2 separate regions of the Mus musculus genome follow, and region 2 is linked to region 1. The links are chromatin contacts, called in public promoter capture Hi-C maps. All regions are on one chromosome and are shown on one strand. The core of a region is the stretch at or near the end of the contact, and the rest is flanking DNA. Distances in the headings are between cores, read along the strand shown. Region 1 holds the start of Arhgap30 (Rho GTPase activating protein 30). Region 2 holds the start of Alyref2 (Aly/REF export factor 2).

Evidence for each region. Capture Hi-C pulls out chosen DNA fragments and counts their contacts.
Region 2: a contact with region 1 is called in a promoter capture Hi-C map of pancreatic islet. The contact joins the promoter of Alyref2 here to the promoter of Arhgap30 in region 1. A contact is called at or near these places in 11 of 39 promoter capture datasets (3T3-L1-derived adipocytes, cranial neural crest, embryonic stem cells and 7 more), 7 of 484 Hi-C or Micro-C datasets (CD4 T cells, Th1 cells, bone marrow-derived macrophages and 2 more), 15 of 115 datasets of contacts at active chromatin or transcription factors (the 230-238 cell line, the HPC-7 cell line, the SCID.adh cell line and 8 more) and 4 of 9 other capture datasets (adipose tissue, embryonic stem cells, liver and 1 more).

Annotation. Positions count from the first base shown.
Region 1 is chr1:171,385,513-171,390,536 of GRCm38.p6, reverse strand. It overlaps Arhgap30 (Rho GTPase activating protein 30), which reads right to left and starts at 1,577. Exons shown (of 12, transcript NM_001005508.2): 1 at 1,174-1,577. The coding sequence starts at 1,270. Nectin4 (nectin cell adhesion molecule 4) reads right to left here. Exons shown (of 9, transcript NM_027893.3): 7 at 4,799-4,874; 8 at 4,303-4,377; 9 at 2,250-3,956. The coding sequence ends at 3,732.
Region 2 is chr1:171,501,197-171,505,957 of GRCm38.p6, reverse strand. It overlaps Alyref2 (Aly/REF export factor 2), which reads right to left and starts at 2,480. Exons shown (of 1, transcript NM_019484.4): 1 at 1,208-2,480. The coding sequence starts at 2,301. The coding sequence ends at 1,645. It overlaps LOC115487699 (a small nuclear RNA gene), which reads left to right and starts at 2,795; the gene lies at 2,795-2,910.

The sequences.
Region 1 (5,024 bases), core at 328-2,827:
AAAGATTAATTGTCTAGAGTGGAACAATTATAAAGGAGCCAGGCCTGCTCACAGAGAAGAAGGCACAGAAAAGCCTACCTCATCTGTTTAACTATTTCTTAGGGCCTGGGCTTTCCCTTAATGGAGGCTGGTAGGGTTGGGGCCCTCTGATGGAGGAGAAAAGGGGAAGGAGGTGTCTGGGGACACAAGGGCGGGGCCAAGAGCAGGAAATGAGCTGGGAACCACCACCACCCTCCCTTCACTGCAGGCAACCAGAGAAGGGGGACAAAGAGGAAATGACAGATTGGGGTGGGGTGGAGTGGAGGGGGGCAGAATTGTGCCCCCTTTTTTTGTTAAGTTGCTCTGCGTGCTGAAAACAAGCTGGGCAGTGTAGTCGGGTCGGCACTGATCAATTTCAGAACAAATTAAGGCCTGGTTCTGAGTGGTGACTGCATGTCCTACACAGTGATGAGCTCCCAGGCCCACTGCAGAGGGAGCTCCAGACTGGGTGCACACCCCTCTTTATTGTAGTTTCCACTCCCCACTTCAAACCAGGGCTGAAGCAGTCTGGTTCACTTTTCCCGCATTCCCGGTGCAGTCTACCATCAACGGGTTTCTTCTTTGCAAGCAATTTAAAGAAGAGTGTCACTCCTCCCTGCTGCCCCCACTCCTGTGGCCCAGCAAAGGTGCAGAAGGGCTAGGTCCTTGTCCCTTGGTGCTGTTCTCCAGTTAGAATGCCTTCCTCTCCCCTCCGCAAGTTCTATCCTCAGACTCGCTGGGCCCTTTCTTACCTGTATCTCCACTTAGTGTTCCACCAACTATCCCTTCAGCCATTCTTCTGGCATCCGACCTCCATTCCCTCCACCCTGTCCCCAGTCTCCATTCTCTCATCTGATTCATCCACCTCTCCAGATTTTCCAAATCTCATCCCCCACCCCACCCCGGGACACATTCCCTCGGCATTCCCATCCTCGAGTTCTCAGCTACCCGGTCCCTAACTACCGCAGAAGGGCACCTCTCCATCTTCTTCTCTGAGCCACATTTCCTGTCTTGCCTTTGCCTAGATCTCAGGTGTGGTGATCCTGGGCCACTGCCCGTTCCCTAAGAGCTCATTCTGCCCAACGGAGAAGACAAGGTTGGCGTCTGCATGGCAATCCAGCCACCCAGCTGCCCCGTTCCAATTGACCTCCTTACCTTCCTGGCCCGAGTGCTGTAGATGCTCACGTAGGTCACACCCAAACACCCGTTCCTTAGAGCTGCCCTTCTTCTTTCCTTTCTGCCGAGACTTCATGACCAGGGCCCCCCGGGATCTCTGTCCCCCAAGACCTTTGACCTACCAGTCCCCCATGGAATCCCAGTCAGTAGTTGGGCTTGGCCCAGCCCCAGGGGGGGCAGGGCTCCAAACTGGAGGTGGAGGGTGGCCTGGGCAAGGGACAGCAGCGCTTGCCTCTGGGGGGCCCCTGGGGCCACACGGAAGTAGATATGGAAGAGGAAGCTACCAGAACCCTGGCATGAAGCTGTGTCTCGTGGCCAAGCTGAGCGCTAGCCCTTCTCGTCCTGTGCAGCTCGAGGGGGAGCAGGAAGCTGTGCAGCTCCTCAAACCCGCTTCCTGTTAGAGCATCTTTGCAACCACAGGCCTCGGGTGGGGGAGGTAGCTGGCATTCACATCCTCATCATTGCTGGGACTCCATTCATTGGTCACAGCAGAAGGTGATGTCAGAATCTCGGGGTGGAGTAAGGGTGCCTGGGGTGTGAGCAGGTGGCTGCCATTTCTAGAGACCGAAATCTCTAGGTGGGACAGAGACCCGAGGCTTTGCCTGTGAGCACGGCAGGAAAGGACCACGAAGAACATACCCAGGGTGGGGGATTCTTTGATGACCCTGCCATCTTGGTCAGGTCACATTACTTCACTGAGCCTCCAGTCGCTGTACATTTGAAAATGAGGACACAGACCAGGTGACTTTGAGTTTCAGTTTCTTTGTCTGTCAAAGGGTACACGGCTGACCACCCCACACAGCTGCTGGAAGTTTCCAGTACAGTCAGATTAGAACCACTTTAGAAACTAAGGCACTGGCTTCCCCAAAAGGAGGTTATGTCCACACGGCCCTACCTGAGGGCTCTCAGAAATGGTTACAATGTCTTTTGAAAGCCACTTGCTCCTTTCTTAGCTGTATCTGGGCCCTTTCCCTGGGAGGGAATCACATAGAGACTCAGTCCATAGCACTTGTGACTTACCCAGTTCAAGGGGCAAGACAGGAATCAGACAAAAAAAGGTTTTATCTGTTTATTTAAAAACAGAATATCATTTTATGTACAAATATACATATATTTACATGAAATATACATACTAAGACCCCAGATCCTTGGGGTCCATAAGTCCTGGGCTGCTTGGGAATGAAATGAGAGTTTCTCCTTTAGACCAGCAGATTTCAGGCCACACAAGGGTTGGATACTAAATCCCAGTATTCTGACTGCGTAAGTTTGGGCAGGCTAAAGAAAAACAAACATCTTACCCCAGGCTCCACACATACAAAGTGCCAGAGAGCCCCGGATTAATGACTCAGAAACCCCTGGGGAAGGGCCTGTTCTCACCCTCACCCACAACACCCCTTTCTCTTCACCTGAACTTCCACCTTCCCCGCGACCTACCCTCTGCCCTCAACACAACTGAACCAGGAGTCCTTGACAACAAGTCCCAACGCCGTGAAGGTACAAACCACTGTAGACACAGCGAGGACAAGATTCGAGGGGCCATGGGAGCCAAGCCCCCCCATCCCTAGTCTCTTATCCAGTGTTCAGACCTCATACCCCAGGTTCCAGACTCCTCCAGCTGTCAGCCCCCTCCCCAGAACCTCTGTGGGTGAAGGCATCCTAGGAAGAGAACTTTCCAGAACCACAGGCACTAATCCCTGCCGTGGTCTGCTAGACAGTTTGGTTGAATGCCTATGTGGCCTGGCCTGGCTTAAACAAGCCCAGTAAAGAACATGCACACACATCAATAAAGTTTCTTCTTTCTTTCTTTCTCTGCTTTTAAAGTTTCTTTTTCTCTTATTAAGGGAGTCTAAGCAGAACTCAGGAAGCTAGCTCCCTTGGAGTTTAATTTACAGAAGGTACGTACATGCAGCAGGCCCACAGGCCACCAGAGGGCAGAGGGCTTCTGTAACAGTTCTGGCCTCTGGCAGACCCCCGCGGTGTCTGCTTCTCACTTGCTCCCAAGGGGTGGGAACACAGCTCCCCCACTTTGGAGGTCAGATTCTAGCTCCAGCTGTGCCCGCACACCTGGATCTGGCCACAGTCTCCACCTCTCGCTTCTAACCTCTGCATCGCTAATACTGCTCTGGGGTCTGAGGAAAATCCCTGCCTCTGCAGGCAGAGGTCACACATAAGGCACTCTACTCACACACCACACCCTAGGAATGCTCTGCACACAGCCACAAATCCAGTAGCACACAGATCATTCACTTGGACTCTTAACGTGACAGCACGGACACACACACACACACACACACACACACACACACACACACACACACACACACAGAGGATGACCTACACACAATGGTGGGAGGCACTCAACCAGTGGAGCTCTCCTGATGAACAGAAGGATTGGAGGTCAAAGTAGAGCAGTCAGTAGGGTGGGAAGTATCTTCCTAAAGAAATGCAGGCATTTAAGGGGGTTTCCCCTAAGAAGAGCCGAAGTTCCCCCATGGAAGCAGAAGAAGCCAGGCCTCGGGGAGGGAGGCAGGCCTGGGTCAGACCAGGTGCCCTCGCCCGTTGATGTAGATACCATTGCCTGTAGGTTTGGCCCTCAGGGTCCCATTTTCCTGCACAAAATGGTTCATGGCCTGTTTGATGCCTTCATCCTGATCGTCGTCCTCCTCTGTCCTCCCAGAGCCTGGAGATAGCAGTTCGGTCTGTGTCTCGATCTCTCTCACTGTGGTTAACGTGGAGTAGCTGCGGCCTTCTGGCTCTTCACTCTGGAGACCATGGGCAGAAGAGAGGTCAGGAATCAAGACCAAACAGGCAGGCACAGCAGGGCAGGGCTGGGTTGTGATAGGGTCAGAGGTCAGGTGAAGCAAGGGTAATGGTAGTTCCAGAGGCATAGGGGCTTGGAAACTTGGGGGCCGGGGAGGGCAAGAACAATTGTTACATGTAAGGATGGGGTACAGAGAACAAAGGCATAGCAGAAATGGGGGAGGGGTTCGCATGTGAGCCAGGGATGCGATGGGGGACTGGGTGGGGGCTGCTGTCACACCACATCTGGGGCCAGGAGAGGGGCCTGAGGAGAGTGTTGGGACACCGGTGGGGCCGGGGGGGCCTCACCATCACAGAGCAGCTACTGTTGTCCTTGAGACTATCAGGGTGGCCCTCCGCTCTCAGCCCTACACTCTCCTCCGGCTGCAGGGCCCAGACATAGGGGAGGAGTTAGAAAAGAGCTCAGTCTCCTCCCCTCAGCCTCCTCACCTCTCTTCTCCCCTAGCAGTCTCCTCCCTGATCACCTTTCCCCCCCACCCATGGCTCCATGTCCGACACAAGCATCCTTCATCCCTCACTCCCGAAACCCACCCTGGCACCAGCACCGGTGGTGAATTCCTAAAGCAGCCCCCCCAACCCAGTGCTAAGAAGGTCTTGCAAGCAGGAGTGCAAGAGTAGCCCCAGAGCATCTACCCGCCCCCACCTCCCACCCCCAGCCAGTATCCCAGCCTCAGCCCAGCCTCAGTAAGCAGCCAGACCTGGTGTATCTACAGAGGAGTCCAAACTCAAGCAACCCTGTGTGCCCATGTCCCCCCGACCCCATGCACCCAACCTTAGCACACACCTGGCTCCTAGGGTCCGAGTGGTGAGAGTGCAGCCTCCTGATGGAGTTCTCCCTGGTCAAAGTCAGCTCCTCCTCACTGGGAAAGACAACCCCTTGTCAGGAGTGGACAGCAGTGACAGCCTCCTGAAGTGAGTCTAGCCTTGGCTGAGCCTGTGTGAGACCGCTGAAGGGTATGATTGCCAAACTACACCCTCGAAGGTGAGCATATGTCACTGTAGATGACAGT
Region 2 (4,761 bases), core at 1,231-3,730, 110 kb before region 1:
GTTACAGTAAATCTCCAACCCAAATATGCCCCGGCTATAATAACACAACTCAGTTAATATGATTGCATGCAGTGCGCCTAGATTGGGCAGATCTACCACTACACTACCATCTTCCTCATCTATGAGACTCCTTAGAACTTGAGGTTTCTCCAGGCCATGTGCTTCTGCTCCATTACTTCTTCTTCTTCCTCCTCCTCCTCTGCATCCTCTTCCTCCTCCATTTTCTCCTTCTTCTCTCTCCCAACCTTCTGCTCCACCTTCCCTTTATCTGCCCAATCAACAGTTCTCCTTTATTTTACAAATTAAGGTGGGAAGCAGGTTCACCTGAGTGCCGAACTCATCAAATATAATTAGCCCCATGGCTATCCACAACCCTGGTGTATCAGTGAAGTATTTGCAAGTAGATCAAACTGTGCTGCTCAATGACCAGTGAACTGAATTGCTGATTTCCAAACAACACAGAGGGGGTTTACTCCAAAGAATCTTTCTAAACAGGTGCACTTCCCCCGTATCCTCTCTTTCCCACCACTTTGGTGGGTGGTGGGCTACAAGGGAGGTTAAAGCGTTTAAGAACTATCATTAAAAATAAGATTTGGGCTGGGCTGTGGTGGCGCACGTCTTTAATCCCAGCACTTGGGAGGCAGAGGCAGGCAGATTTCTAAGTTCGAGGCCAGCCTGGTCTACAAAGTGAGTTCCAGGACAGCCAGGGCTACACAGAGAAACCCTGTCTCGGAAAAAAATAAAATAAAATAATAATAATAAGATTTGGAAAATTAAAGATACAACGGGAGGAGTGGGAAGTGAGCTTGATCATGGTACACAGTGTGAAAGTCCCAAATAATTCACAAAAATATTATGTTAAAAAAAAAGAAAGTTGGTGTTTGTTTTTTGTTTTGTTGTTGTTTGGGGGGGCAGGGTTTTGGGGAGAGGGGCTTGAAACAAGGTTTCTCTGTGGAGCCTGTATATCCTAGAAGCTAGTATTAAAGGCATGAGCCGCCGCCACCACCACCACCCCTGCCTTTGATTTTATTTTAGATTAGTCATATCTCACTAAAACTCCTGTCTCAGCCTTACCAACGCTGAGAGGTCAGGTAGGTACCACCCCTACCAGACAGAAAAGACTTTCCATGTAATTAAACCCACCGCCTTCCTTGCTCATGGTGAGTAGGCATTCTGCCACTGAGCTGCATCAAAGGCAAGGTTTTTTCAATTCTTGTTTTATTCTTACATGATGGAGCTGAGAATGAAACCCACTTCTTCATGCATGCTAGTCAGTCATGTGTTCTGTCCATAAAAGTCATATTGTAATTTGTAATTTTTCTTTTTCTTTTTTAATTTTTCCAGTTCTACACACATTTCTATTTTATTATGACAAAGGTGAAAATGCCACCTTCTCCACAACAGCACCCAGGAAAACTTATCCCAAAAAATAACTCAGTACAAAACAGGTCTGTTTCAGAATTTAAAAAAAAAAAAAAAAAAAAACTTTACATGAGTTTTTAGATCCTATTTTAAAACAGGAAGTAAAAAGAAACAAAAAACCAAATTCACCATTGTCTGCACAGTCCAGTTGCCTACCCTCCCTCTAAGGCATCACAGACGAGGCGTCTGGGTCCCGGTTCTTGTGCGGATTTGTTCGGTTGTTTAGCTGGTGTCCCTCCTTGCATTGTAAGCATCCAGCTGTGCGTCCAACTCCTCTGCAGAAAGCTGCTGCTGCTTTGAGTTCCTGCCAGTGCCTCTACCCCTTCCCTGGCTGCCGCGGCCACCAAAGCCTCCAGAGCCACGGCTCCTTGTCATGCCGCCTCTGTTTCCGCTTTGTGCAGGTCTTCGCTGTGGATCGATCTGTGACGTGACAAGCTGGATGTCCATAGGGCGGCCATCCAAAGGGACGCCCTTGTACTGCTTCATAGCCTTCAGGGCATCTGCCCTCCGTTCAAAGTGTACATCCGCCGTCCCTAAACTTCGTCCAGAGCGATCGTAGTCCACAGCGGCTTTTTTCAACGTTCCAAATTCAGCAAAGAGTTCCTGAATGTCAGCATCTGACACCCCGAAGTCCAGGTTTGACACGAGCAGCTTGGCACCGGTCTCCACGCCTTCCCCACCCCCGCAGCCGCTGTCGAATAGGTCGTGCTGCCACTTGTCCGGAAGTGGTTTCGGTCTACTGTACGGTGCCGGCCGGTTCCTGCCGCCGCGGGCGATGGCGGGCCGGTTCCTCCTAGGCCCGCCGCCTCGATTCACCCGGCGCTGGTTACGGTTCAGCTTAATGATGTCGTCCAAAGACATGTCCATCTTGTCGGCCATGGCGGGCGCGGATCCGGGCCTGACTGGCCCGGCCCTCGCGGTGCAGACCAGAAAGTACTCAAATTCAATGATTCCCCCGCCTTGACTCCGCCTCTCCGACCGGTGCTGGAATCACAAGCGCACCAAAATCACACTTGGAAATTGGAAGTCTGTGCGCTTGTGAATCTGGCTTTCGCTCTGACCCCTGGTGGCCGCCCAGCGCCTAGAGACATCTGGGACAAATTCGAGGCACTTCCGGAAACCGAGCGGGCCACGCGGCTTCTCCGCGATATTTGCATACCCACAATGCAGTGCACACAGATGGTTGTATAATTTAAAAGGGTAGCGTGTTGTTTTCGTTGTTCTGTTTTATTCCTTTTATTCCTTAATGTGATAGAACCTTCAAAGATTTATCTGATATAATAAAGTAGTCAGTGTCTTTAGGAGTAAATAGTCACCATTAGTTGTCTAGGAAATACAGTCGGCCGAGAACTGTACACTAGGACAGCTGGGTATACTCTGGTTTCTCTTCAGATCGTATAAATCTTTCGCCTTTTACTAAAGATTTCCGTGGAGAGGAACAATTCTGAGTCTTACACTAATTTTTTGAGGCCTTGCTTTAGCAAGGCTATTAATAATGTTTAAAGTTAGAATTAACAGTCTTTATTGTGTGCTCTATGTATTTTTTTGTCTTCAGTGTTAACCAAAGTTAGAATTAACAGTCTTTATTGTGTGCTCTATGTATTTTCTTGTCTTCAGTGTTAACCACTGTAAGGTAAAAATGGCTTGAGCTTAGGCTAAAGAGACAGCTCATTGGTTAAAAGGGCTCAGTCGCATGGCGTTGTGTCTCATAACCGATAAAGTAAATAAGCCTTTAAAAGCAAATACTAAGTTTTTGTGGGAAGTCTGTAGACATGTTATTTATTAAGCTGTTTTTTATCTAGCTGCGTTATGTTGTGGTCTCAGTGAACATATGTATAAACCATTATTTTTAATATTTTATTTAAGTGCAAGGTGGTTATGGACTTAAGGCACGTACAATTTTCTAGCAAGATGGCTAACCCAGCTCTGTAGCTGAGGAAGAACTAGCGCCCCCTTCTGACTTCCATCAGTGCCAAGCAACGCTCAGATACGCAGGCAAAATATTCATACAAATAAAGGCAGATACATTCTAAAAAATAAATGCAGCCACTCGAGCAGAAGGGACAGGTTACCCTCAGAGCTGTGGGAGGGGCTAGACTATGATGCAATTCCCCATCTCCCCCCAGTCCCTCCCCCCCCAAAAAAATGAAAACTACTCTCCCACCCAAGACCTTTCCCTTAAGGACAGAGACTGTCCCTTTGAAATACCTCAGTCTCCTTATAGCTAAAATACCTCAGTAATAAGAACAGGTAACAAGGGGGCTGGAGAGATGGCTCAGTGGTTAAGAGCACCGACTGCTCTTCCGAAGGTCCGAAGTTCAAATCAGCAACCACATGGTGGCTCACAACCATCCGTAATGAGATCTGACTCCCTCTTCTGGTGTGTCTGAAGACAGCTACAGTGTACTTAGATATAATAATAAATAAATCTTAAAAAAAAAAAAAAAGAACAGGTAACAAAGTGGCAGGAACTTCAAACACAGAATGCCCTCGGTCTGCTTGGCAAAGCATCTTTGGCTCTGCCCACCAAAGTACACTGGAAAGGAAGTTGAACTTTCTCTCTTCCTGGAACAGACTTGAAATCATGGAAAGGCTCTTGGATGTCTCCTGGATGGGCTACTGCACTGACCAGTTCATTGCCTGCTTCACGCCTCACTTCTGTTTCTACAAAATTCCCTGGGATAAACGCTCCACAGTGCCCCACCTGGGGCCTACTTCTGCTGGATAGGAGCTCCCACAACTCCCACCTGTAACCCTATAACAAATCTCCCTTCTAACCTCTCGGAAATTCCTTCTCTGCTTTGCAAAACAAAGGACCTGAAAGCCAACGGTTTGGGTGCCTCTAGTGGCCATTGGATAGCCTGACACCTTAACACTCCAAGCTATCCATGACTGAAGCAAGAAAGTTTCCAAAGATACTTTCCCACTTTTCTTTATCATCCTCAGTGTCATCAATAGGTGAGGGCGGGAGTATAGGGAGTTCACGGTCCAGCCTGGGATACCTGCCTAAAGAAAACAATAAAATAAAGAAACAGGATGGACATACCATGGATAGCCGAACATGTCCAGCAGAGAACAAAAGAGTGTTCATAATTGCATCAGTTGCTTTCCTGTTGCTGTGATAACAAAACCAAAGAAAAGTTCATTTTGGCTAGGAACCCAGAGAGAGAATCCATAACAGTAGGGGGAGGCATAGCAACAGGGGGATGGAGCAGAAAGCAGATCACATCTTCACCTTTAAACACAATGCAGAGAGAATAAACCGGAAGCAAGGAAAGGCTATAAACTCTCAGAGCCCACCACCCCCCAATCGACATCCTTCTGCCAACACAGTCAGAC